Regions from separate parts of the Drosophila melanogaster genome. Here all the other regions are linked to region 2. A link is a contact called in public targeted proximity ligation data. All regions are on one chromosome and are shown on one strand. The core of a region is the stretch at or near the end of the contact, and the rest is flanking DNA. Distances in the headings are between cores, read along the strand shown.

Evidence for each region.
Region 1: a contact with region 2 is called in a targeted proximity ligation map of the Kc167 cell line, with 6 times the contacts expected there. A contact is called at or near these places in 6 of 107 Hi-C or Micro-C datasets (the Kc167 cell line and the S2 cell line) and 2 of 7 datasets of targeted methods (both in the Kc167 cell line).
Region 3: a targeted proximity ligation map of the Kc167 cell line shows a contact between it and region 2, with 7 times the contacts expected there. A contact is called at or near these places in 3 of 107 Hi-C or Micro-C datasets (the Ras3 cell line, the S2 cell line and wing imaginal disc) and 2 of 7 datasets of targeted methods (both in the Kc167 cell line).

Annotation. Positions count from the first base shown.
Region 1 is chr3L:3,513,887-3,518,039 of dm6, forward strand. It overlaps Eip63E (Ecdysone-induced protein 63E), which reads left to right and starts at 1,865. Exons shown (of 11, transcript NM_001202113.2): 1 at 1,865-2,048; 2 at 2,643-2,942. The coding sequence starts at 2,888.
Region 2 is chr3L:3,788,966-3,793,048 of dm6, forward strand. It overlaps CG32266, which reads left to right and starts at 1,839. Exons shown (of 2, transcript NM_168040.2): 1 at 1,839-1,890; 2 at 2,122-2,595. The coding sequence starts at 1,879. The coding sequence ends at 2,343. The region is part of intron 2 of CG32264; the gene reads right to left.
Region 3 is chr3L:3,482,932-3,486,889 of dm6, forward strand. It overlaps CG43074, which reads right to left and starts at 1,722. Exons shown (of 3, transcript NM_001259675.2): 1 at 1,639-1,722; 2 at 1,527-1,571; 3 at 901-1,448. The coding sequence starts at 1,689. The coding sequence ends at 996. It overlaps CG42324, which reads left to right. Exons shown (of 6, transcript NM_139562.3): 2 at 2,913-3,347.

The DNA.
Region 1 (4,153 bases), core at 615-3,114, 280 kb before region 2:
AACGTTGCTGTGCATAGAAGGAAAACTTATCTCCTGTCCACTTGGGACTTTCATATGGTGATCGATCGATCGATCGATTGAACCATTTGCAGCTCGATCGGCGGTGGTCAGAACTCGTTCTGTGGCCCTTTTGGCCAACAAGAGGTCTGCAAACAGGCCAAACCTGCAAGGGCCAAGACGATTTACAACCAAAGATGATAAAAAAAAAGAACGAAATTCAACTAAAAAACGAGGAAGCACTGATTTTTAAAAACAGCGTTTCAATACCCTTCAATTCGAGGAATTATAATGATTCTTGGCTGGTACAGCTTGATATGGGTTATAAGTTTATATAAGTTGAACTATTGCATATTGTTAATATTCCACAAGAAGTGCTATCAAGTATTGCTATTAAAGTTAAAAATATAAAACTAATCGCCTGACTATTTTAGTATACCTTTTCTGAGGGCATCAAGAGCAATCAAAGATCGAAGTGGATTGCAAAGGACATTGACTTGAAACTCTGGGATCTCACAACTGATCTCTTTCAGATATTTTATGACCCCAGCTTGTGGCTTTTAATTCTGCAACAAAATTGATTTCGGCAATGGGAAGAACACGTTTCCCCCCGAGTTACAAACAAAAAAAAAAACTCATTTCGGTTCTGTCGATTTTTATGGCTTTTCTTGGAGTTGGTTAATCGCCTTCTTTTTCTCTGATCTCTGGCGCCCAAAATATTTTTGCTCGAGTTTCGGTTTTTAGCTTTGATATTATGCAATTGCTAGCCGTACTCTTTTTTACACAATTGACTGTCGAATTAGCACCTCACTCACATCCAGCGACAGGTGACGATAAGGCGGGCGGGCAGTGGGCGTGGCAGCAGCAACAACAACACACATTACTCTAAACGGTGGCAACTTTCACTCAACAGCCGTGCGGAATACTAAAAAAAAAATCAAAAAACAAATAAATACCCGTGCAAATTGGGTGACAAAAACAGCAACAAAATGTCAGAAAAAAAAAAAAAAAAAACTGGGAGCGAGTGGGAGAGTCAGGCGATCTTCGTCATCCAAAATTACCTCACTTATCAACCTAAGCCGATTGTTGTTGCCGAAATATTGGTGTCATATTTTCTTGTCAAGGTCACAAATTTGTTGTCAAATTGTAAAAAAATGTTTATTGGGTCTAAAACAATAGTGAATAATTGTAAACGAATTTCTGCCAAGGTCAGTTATCCCTTTTGAACTTCGAGAAAAATATAGAAAAAAGAGAGTTTAGCCTTAGAAAAATTTTCAGTGGCTTTAATATTTATGTTGGCTGTTAAATAGGTTTGGAGTCGTAATAAAAACGTTGAATTCAAAAATATTAAAGAACTCAAGAAAATGTTGTATTAAAACTATAAAAAACATTCTGTCAAATAACATGATATTTTTATATATTAACAAAACAAAAATGAAGGAACAATTTTATATTATTGTTATTTGCCCTCAGTTGCAATCCACATTTCTTTAAAGTGCAATATGAGAATTCAGTTATTTCATTGTTTTAAAAACTTTGAAAGCAGGCTGCCAGAAAGTGGAAAAGATGACTTTGACGTTGCCGGATAGTTGTATTTTAATGTACTGTTAACCTTGGATTTTAACTTGTTAGTTTCTATAAGATCTCTAGCTAGTTGCTTTACCGTTCCGATTAAAAGGCTAGAGGAACCGCATTGTTTCTTGAAATTTAGAGAAATTAGTATTGTTCTTGTAGAACTTAAGTCAATACAATTATTTTTTTTTAACAGAATTCTGTTACTTGCGTGCTGTTAAAAGTTAGCAGTATTTTCTGCAAAGTCATATGTTTTGGTATTTCTCAGCTGCGCCGCCTGATTTTTTGGCGCTGACCCCTGCCTGGCCACACTGGCGATGTGGTGTGACCAAATTCGTGCTCGCTCCGCGAGTCGCCGTCAAAAAACAACTGTGAAATTGCACAAGAAACTAAACAAATAATCGCGTAAAATTACCGAAAACATGTGCAGCGGCCGTTAGCAGCGTGCGGCAACTAATCGAGCCAGTGAAAACGTGCAGGTGCGAGCGAGAAAACACGCGTACGCGTCACTAGCAACAACAACAAACACACAGTGCACCAACTCTCGCATAAGCACGCACACACACACACACACACGCGCGCACACATGCATAAACACCGACGCACATGCAACAAAAATAAAATAAAAACAAAAGAGCAAGCGAAATAATAACAGAAATAAATTTGATAAATTCAATTATAAATTAAGGCAGCTGCTTGTGTGCTAAGCAAAAATATTAAATAGAAAGTCTTGGCCACTTAAGTGAACCAAAATTAGAGAAGCAGCAGAGTGCCCAAAATATCAATATATAGATTTGATATCTAAAAGTAACGAAAGTTAACTTAAAACCTTAATGGTGGACAATGGATCAAAAAAACAAAATCCCTACTAAAATAAATTCCAAATACTTGCTAAATGAATGAAACCCGCAAATAAAGTCGATTCTTACCAAGATAACCAAAACTAGCTTCATGACTTTTAATTCTTGTTGTTTTAATTTTTGTGCACTTCCTGGTTACGGAACACCTGGAAAACCCCATCCTCGCCTTTTTCCACGCTGATTAACAAATCTCGCGTTTTTCCCCCCTATCAGCTGACATACGCATACAAAGCCCATCCAGTTGCCACCCCCTACTTCTTGCACCTGTAAAGAACAGGTGACTAATACACTGCTCGCGAAGTTTGTCAGCTGCTGGCGCCGTGGAAGCAACAACAACAAAACTAACCACATCCACATCGGCAACAACAACATCGGCTTTCTACAGAGCAGCGACGTCGGCGTCGGCAGAGGCCTCTGCCTGCACAACACCAGCAACAATAAAATCAAAAACTAAAACTATGGCCACCACCACCACAACAACAACAACAACGGGGGCAACAAATGCTAAAGATGGTGAGTTATATACTTAAAAGGATTTAAGATTAAAGAAAATATATCACAAGAAGTAAAACCCTTAAAAATCTTTAAAAAGAAACAGTAAATGGTGACCCACAAAAAACTGAAGCACAGATGCAAGGGTGCACATACAAACGACAAGTCGGTTAAAGTTCAAGGCGAACGAACAATTTAAATTGCAGGTTTCCGGTCAATGCCACTCTGTGTAATTAAACTAAAGTTAGTTGGTCGACCTAGATATTAGTATAACCTTTGGCTAAGAAAGACTGACATTTAAAGGCAATTAAAGGAAGGTTAGGTTTTAAGAAGAGCCATAAAACTATGGAAATAAACATACAATATCTTTAAATGTTTGGAAGGTTTTTCATTAAGGTTCTTTCATCTCCAGATGGCGGCAGAGAAATTAAAAAAAAAAACAAGTAAAATTCCATAATTCGCCCGCTTATCTGCGCTTTTCCAAAGACTTGCACATTTGTTTGCCCGGTACACAAGGCCGTAATCCTAATCCCTCAAAAGCTTAATCTTTTGTTTTGTATTCCGGGATCCGGGCAAAAAACCCTGAAACAGCAATCCCCACCAACGCATCTGACGTAACTTGTTGAGCAACCACGATTGCTGGCCGATTTGTTTTTGGACTTCTTTTTGGGCTGAGGAAAGAAGAAAAGTTTTATTAATATCAATAACCAAAAGAGCGAAGCGAGGGCAGCGAATAAGGCAAGAAATTAATGAATGCCACTGGTCGCGGGGAATAAATTTGAACAAAAAGCGAGGCACAAAGCAGCAAAAGCAAAACAAACCATAACCAGCTTAACAACGATAATTAAGAAGTGCCGGCCAGCAAAAAAAAAGTGTAAAAAATTACATACGAAATTTAATTGCCAAGGCGGAAAATGGTAGCATGCGGGGGGCAACAAGGGGGTATGGGGCCATGGCGAAGGTCAGCTAGGGGCCTGAAGGTCATAGGCATTTTCGACGTTGTCGTCACCTCTTGAACCCGCTCGAATTTATTGATTTTACACGCAGCAGCCGCAAAAAAGAGAGGAATAATCACAAAAACAACGGCAGCTACAAAATCATGCATATTTCTCGTTGCCCGATGTTTTACTACACCTTGAACAGTGGTCATCGGGTATGGTGAGCTACTTAATTAAAAAAACTTTTCATTATTAAGTTATTGCGAGCAGTAATTGTTAACGCCGCTAGGTGGA
Region 2 (4,083 bases), core at 589-3,088:
TTTGATAAGGAGTTTGAATTATTTTCTAGTTAGTTATATTAAGTCAAGTAAGTATTTACCTCATATATAGTTACAAATATTTATATACATAGTAAATATGTATATTTATATATGGCAAGTACTATTTTTATAAAACAGGAAACGGAAGTATCTTTCGCTCTAGTTGAAAATATTTAATGAGAGCTAAATATATAAATACGAAAAGGGGGGCATGGCAGGGGGAAAACTCAGCGCTGGAATTTTGTTGTTGCTCCAGAAATGCCGGCAAATGAAAAGCGCAGGTCCGCAAATGAAAAACAGAATGGAAAATTCAAAGAGAGAAAATTTTCAGGGAGAGAGCACAACAATAGCAGTTTGAGAGGCGCCGCAAGTTTGCGAAGCACTGCTTCAAGCAGTGCAATATTTACTGTTTATCGCATGCGAGAAATTTCTCGCCGATGTTTTGTGTGACTCCAAAACTATACGAAGAAAATTAATTTTGTAAATGATCGTTCAAATATATTTACGAACTTAATATTTAAAGAGACAATTTATAAGATTCAAATATTATGTTTAAATGTTTTCATTATTTATGGATAAATAAATTGGAAATCATATTTGCACATTATATTTTTATAAACAAATGGAGTTTGTGCTTAACTCATTTATGGTATCCAACATCTTTGGTAATACTATTTTAAAATAGTATTGTGCTTTTGAGTTCTCCCAACAGTTCAGCGTTTTATTCAATCGTCAAGGAAAGTTTTCCACCCACCGGAATAAAATTCCACTTCATTCCGAGCGAACAATTCGTCTTCAATGTCAGTTTTTCCTCGATTTCCCCGCCCATTTTCCCCGAACTTCTTATCCTTCAGCAAAATTAACTTGAGAATCTTGATAAAAGGGCTGCCATTCATTCATTCAGCAGCTTTGCCGAAAACTGTTCTCAATGCCAGAAGCTGCCAACTTAATTTATATTGTATTTAAAATGCAAAATGCACAGCATTCAACAATGGGCGAGAGCAAAGAAAGTGGGCGCTCTTGGGAAAGTGGGCGGGGCACAGCTGAAAAGCTGCTAAAATTTAACAACTTGACAAATTGAATGTTTGTGGAGTGGGCAAAGCGTAACAGCAAAGAAGGCGCCAAACTGAAACAAAATTTCTATTTTCAATCTAAACACTAAAATTCTATTTTCACTTTTGATTAATTTAAAGCAAATGTTTCTATATCCTTGAGTATTATTCGTGATCAGACTATAAGTTTTGAGCAGTGTAAACACAATCAGCTGCATCTAAACAATAGGAACAGCAATGCAAAGGGCTAAGAAAAATGAGGCTCACATAGCCAAGTAGCCAAGGCAACCCGTTTCTCTGAGGTCTTCGCTGTGGAATTCCTCTTGGAATTTTCTATTTCGGAGCTGCGCAAGGAATCTCTGGCAGTCATAACGATAATTGACAATCTGGCCAACACAAATTAACATTGCCAGAGGTCAAATTGCATTTGCTCAGGGAATTTTTCTGATTGCTTCCGTTTTTATTTTTTATTTTTTTTCTCCAAAAACATCTAGCAAAAAACATACATAGGTAAACAAAAGCGCTATTAAGAATGCAGTGCACGCAGCGCAAAGCGGCCATAAAGACGTTTGGGCCAAATTAAAACGGGCCAGAAACGTAGTAGGAAAAAAAAACAATACTACAGCAAATGAGCAAACGTGCCAGGGTCAAGAGTGACCTCTAACCCACCGCCCACCGCCCCTTTTCGTGGGCCGCCCACCAAAGCCGATAGTGAAGCCAAAAGTCCACTTAGGTTTTACTATAAAAGCCAGGGCTTCTGCGTTTGTTTAATCATATCAGTTTCTGTTCAATCAGCGGATATACCACCAAAATCAATCAATTCAAGATGTTCAAGTTTGTGAGTATTTAAAGGGATATCAAGTAAATACCTATGAAGGATACAAGTATCTGACAAAAGTGAATTCTGAAATAATGCAATCAGAGGTTCTATTAAGCTCCTTTCAAGTCACAACATAAGATCTATTTGAATCTAAGGAGTTTTATTGTTGTGGCAGCTCCAAAAGACTGTAATTATTTCCTTGGCTAATGAAATCCCCCCTCACCCTTTTCACCCAACTTTTCTAACCAGTTCGCTCTGTGCCTGTTCGCCCTGTTGGCCGTTGCCTGTGGCAAGCCGCAATTCCTGACCGCCTACAGTGCGGCCTCGCCTGTGGTTGCTGCCACGCCCTACGCCTACTCGGGCGGACTCTACGCACCCACGTACAGTGCTGCCTACACCAGCGGCGTCTATGCCGCCACGCCCTACGCCTACGGAGCCTATCCCTACAGCTCGCTGTACCTGAGACGCTGAAGTTCCCACACCATCGAATGCACACTGTACAACGATAATTCCCGATGACGTCGAACTAATGAACAAATAAACCTGATAAAACAGATAAAGATTCGCATACCAAAGGCCAGCTATTTGCTGTCATTTGCTTGGAGCAACTGCAGATTAAAAGGGGCTGCAAAATGAAAGTGGCATTGGCTCTACACTCGCAGAAAAACACTTGTTAAATAATTGAAAAAAAAAAAATTAAACATACATAGCCATTGATTATCGAAATATTTGCTTATATTCAATTGGGTTTTCACATTGGTGATATATGAAAGCTTTCTTTTGTTATAAAAAAAGAAAACATTCTGATAGTTTTTCGCTCAGTGCACAGTGCTTGTGGAAGCAAAGAGGCGTATTTTAGAATATTTACGAATTTGTTTCTGTCGTTGCTGCTGGTTTTCTTGGCAATTTCCATTAGCTATCAAAAACATTCGCTTTGGCTCGTATATCATGTTTCATGTGGCAAAACGGGGCGTTTTGGGCGGTAATTGTGGGCTAAAAGGGGGCTAGCGAATGGTGGGGGGTTGTGCTTTGGATAGTGTGAAAGGGTAGGAGTCACAGGGGTCGGGGGTCAACTGTCGCTGGCATGCGTCGGCGTGCATTTGCATCGCAGCTAAAATGTGCAAATTATGGCAACTAAGTTGCAATGGGTTAAGTGGAGTGCACTCGAAAAAATAACTGATAAATATAAGAATTTTGAGCATGAAAAATTATGCAATTCAAAAGGATCAAAAGAAAACGGGTAGTAAAAACCGCAGATTAAAAATGTTTATATGGCATAAATATTTAAAAAAATACATCTTCTTTTCTAGCTGTTTAAATGGATTTTTAGAAATGATTCAAATTTATAGGAATATTTTTTAGTTTGAAACTGATTTTAAAGCTACCTAAGCACAATATGTTTATAAAAATTGTGCCAAAATAGTTTGCAGTCACAAATAATTGCCTAAAAAATATAGGACTTTCTTTGAGCTGCTGTTTCACTTTCCCCGCCGCCATCTTAGCACACAGCCCTGCATTTCCTGTGCACACTTTCCCCTTTCCATTTCCCATTTCCCCTTTCCCTACTCCCTTCCTCTTTCCCCTTTCCCCTGCTGCCCTACTGCTACTGCTACTCCTATTTCTCATTTTTTTAGACGTCAGCTTCAGTGTCGCCATTTGCATAATGCGTGTGTGTTAGTGAGCTGCTGTGCTGGTGTTTGCAGCATCCTTTCAGTCGCATTGTGCACCGTGGTGCTGTGAAAAATAAAAAGAGCATCGAAATGCATATGGAAATTGGCCCGAAATGAGAAATATGTGCAACATCCTGAATAAATGCATTTAGATAAGGCAGAATGTGGTTAAACGTTGAATAATGTACATGCTAATGTTGTTTTCCACTTGATTGGCCAACAAGAAGAAGGCATTTCGTAGCAGAATAATGTGGCAAAGCATAAATAATGTAAATAATGAGTAGCAAATAAATCAAATACCACAAGGATATGAATTCAATTTAAAAGCATACGAAAATGCTGAATACTAACTGAATTCATAGAAGTGTATTTCCAATAAATATACTGATGTGAAATTGGTAAACTTAAGAATAAATTTAAAGATTTGAGGCCTAAACATTTAATGTTGCCGCATATTTTACCACCAAGCGGAGAATAAAAATGCCAATCAACTTTTCACTTAACTTGCCATTAATTTCACATTGTTTTCTTAGGACTTTGT
Region 3 (3,958 bases), core at 472-2,971, 310 kb before region 2:
TGCCGGGAAAATGTATGCCCACATAAATTTGTACGAGTGTGTACCTAAACTGAACCGGAAACTCACACATGTGCAGGCGAAAAGCAAACTTTTTGGCCAACTCTTCATCATTTTGGCCTCTAAGAACACCCCGACGGCACTTTAACCGGTTCCATTTTAATTGTTACCGCCACCTTCCTTCCGCCCGGCAAATGCTTTCCAAATTAATTAATAGCATTGTCTGTCTTTGGCAATTTGCCACGCCCACACACACACAAACTATAAATTGAATTTTCTTATGCGTTGTTGGCAGAAATGGAGTGCGAAGAAAAATTATTTGGCTGCTCGAGCAGTGGGAAATGTGGGAAAAATCGAAAGGGGCCAGCTCAGCGAAGACGAGGAAGCCAAGCAACTGGCACACAGGCCGAAAATCCTTTTTTAATTAAATTTTCTGTACATTTTGCAGTTTTTAGGTTTGAGCGCAGGCGACAGGCGAGTTTCCCTCGCCAATTCCTGTCGCTCATATGTGACGAAAGGAAAACTCATGTGGTTTTCCAACGCTTTCAAGGAGTCCAAAGGAGTAACCAAAGACAAAGTTTTCACTGGTGACATTCTGGCTGCAACTCCTTCCTTCTCGTTTTTGTGTCAAGTTAATCCAATTAGTTGTTTGCCAACGTAGTTTGCACTTTGATTCCCGGCCATCTGTGTCGGGACTTCCAACTAAACTCGAGATTCCCCAACTTAATTGGACAAGCCGGAGATGGATGAGTATTGATATTGATAACCGCGTTATGGATTAGCAGAGGTCGTGACTTGAGTGACAAGGAAAAGCACTCAGTAGCACTCTTCTAACTTGGCAAATAAGTGCTTACTTTTTAATTTTTGCAAGCCGGTATGAATCATTTCTCCAATTTGAATGTTCTCACAAGTATCATATATATATTTGAATCATTAGGTTTGAGTTATAAATATAAGTAAATACATTTCAGATTTTTTTCACTTAGACTGATTGCTGATTAGTAAAGAAAATAATCATTATAATTATCATTGATAGTGCAAATTGCTTTGTTAATTATTAAAGTGTTTGATTTATCTTGATTCGAAAGTGATTTAGCATTCCTAAGAGCTTCTCTTTGCTTCAAGTAAAATTCTGAGCAATAACTATTCGGTTCCTGGGTAGGCAGGATATTATTGAGGGCCTCTATGCGCTCATCAATTTGTCGTTCAATTAAAATGCGTTGTTCATTGTACACATCAAAGTCTCTTCGTGCTTCTATCTTTTCTCTCAAACGACCCTGGTCCCATTTTACCGCGATGCGTATGAGGTCAAGATTACGTGTGAACTCAGAATTACCAATGCATTCACGCTCATATGTGGTTAGAATATTCTGAAGATCATCGGTTATTGTCTTATCGAGTGCAGTGTAGGGACTCACAGTAGTTGTTTCAGGAGTTCGTGAGGATGGCGCCTAAAGAATATGTACATATATATTTAGAGAAAAGGATTACGCATTCTTTAATGGCTTTTAGGGATTTCAAGATTTTACCGTCGTTGTCGGTTCGGTGGTATTCGGTTTACTCCCATTCTCCCCCTGTAAAATATGTTTGAAGCGTACAAGGAAATTAAATATATTGAACATTTTTATTGATCACGCTTACCGTTGCGCCAACAACTATTCCGAGTGCAATTAGGCTCCAAATCCAAACCATGTCGTATTGTGACCACTGTAACCACTTTACAATGGCTTCAGAGCTTAGCACCGTGTTTTTATAGGGGTCGACAGTGGTTCGTAATTCTAATTTAGATAGACGAAATAGGAAATTCTTCAACACCTGTCAGTTCAATATTTCTGTGTCTTATCTCCAGCAAAATATTGGTTTAGTGACAAAACGCAACGGAATGTTTCTTTTGTTAAATGCCTTTTTCATATACCAACATGTCTATATATATCAATATATGTATATATTACCGACTAAATTGCTTTAGTTTTAAAGTTCTCTTATTACATACTAGAAATACAAACTATTTTTCATGTTTTAATGATGTTTTCATTTTCTAACCATGTTCTTTGAATAAATTCGTATATATGTATACGTTGGACTGATTAAAAACTTATCGAAGCCAAAGCTCTCAGGTATTATCTCTTTTTCGGTTCTCTTCAAATGATCTCTCTTGTTTCATTTCACTCTCTCAATGTTTGCGTGCTGTATAATCCACAATTACACTGCGCTTATCAGTTGTCAAGAGCTCCAGATCCATGTAGCCTACCCTGTATCTTGTGGGGTATATGAGTTATAGTGTATTCTCTAAATTATTTGTATAAAATATACTGAAAACAATGCACTTATCATCAAATGACTAGTAATTACAGAATTAAAAATTTACAAATTATGATCTTTTTAACTATTTTTGATACTTACAAATAAATTAAAATGAAATATAATGAAATCAAGGTAATTAAAATATTTCCGACTAATTTGACTAGGGTATATAACCTTACACCCCACCCCAAACCACTGATTAATACCTTATCTGCAGCAGATGCTGTACGTTATGGGTTAAGTCGAATCCCCTTACCCCTGGCCCACAAATTCCCGGGCATGACGAGCATTTTTATGACACAGCCCGCTCAAAGCTTTTTAAAATGAGGTTTTAAAATTAAGCAAAAAAAAAAAAAAAAAAATGGAAATAATAACAACACACAAGGAGAGGAGATCCGCTGGCAAAATAATGAAGCTGTCCGCAGCATTCTACGGAGTTCGCTTTGTCCGGGCCTTTTCAGTGTTTTCAGTGCGGGTACTGCAGTCGAAACCGTGTGACACTCTGCGTCCGGTATGCGTTGCTGTTGTTGTTTTGTGCTCTCCGGAAGCAAAATTAATTACAAAATATTTACAGCTCATAATTTCATTTTGCGTGTTTACTCGTTTTGCAGGCGGCCACAGCGGGCAACCCGAAAGCGGCAGAGATATCAACTGCAAAATCGGCAATATCCACGGCGACGGCAGCACCGGCTATAGCTGCCACGCCCCTTGCCACATCCGCCCCCGCAGCAGCGGAAATCGAGCAGCTGCAACAGGCGTTAATCGAGAAACAAACGCAACTGTATGCCCTGGAATCGGCCTGTTTGAGGGAAACGGAACGACAAGTGGAGCTCGAGGATAGTGTGATAGCGTGGCAGGATAAGTACGATCGGCTCTACGAATCGCACAAGCGGGTTCAAAAGGTCAATCAGAGCCTGGAGGACAAGATGCTCAAGCTGGTGGATCGAAATGCCGGCGAAAGGGCACAGTTGACCAGCGATGTGGCCACTTTGAGTGTGCGACTCGCCCAGGCAAACTTCAACATCGCCAAGCTGCAGAGGGAAATCGTAAGTACAGAATTTACTTCTATGAAATTTTAACTTTAATTAGAACGCAATTGAGGGGTATGCAATGAACTATATTGTGTTACATTCTTTCTAGAGAATTCATTGTAGTGATCTCACATTGGTCTTATCTCTCCGAGGAGACAGCAAATCTGTTGGCATTTAAATCATTTTTGATGATTGCTCTCAGTTATCGTGAAATTCTGAATTAAAAACGCCTTTAGTTAATATTTTCTTTCTTTGTACAGCCCTTCGGGTTCGAAAGTCCCAACTCATTAAGAAATTTGTTCCCTAACTTGATATGAAAAGTCGAAAAGGTAAAACGAACTCAAAGGAATACCCACCATAAAAGTTACTTTGTAGCAACCCAGCTGTTTGACAAAAAGCGCCACTTCCATCGCTCCATTCCATGACAATTTTGGGATTCCGAAAAACGCGGCAGTCCAAACAGCTTAGAGTGGATTTCCAATGTGGCCAAGACCAAGTCTCGAATTTAACAGCTGCCACAACCAGTTGAAGTCCCCAAAAACCCGCCGCTCCGTCCGGATTTCAGTGCAACCAACTAATTGGCCGCCAAGTTCTAAGAGGAAACACAAACACTTTTAAGTCTGGCT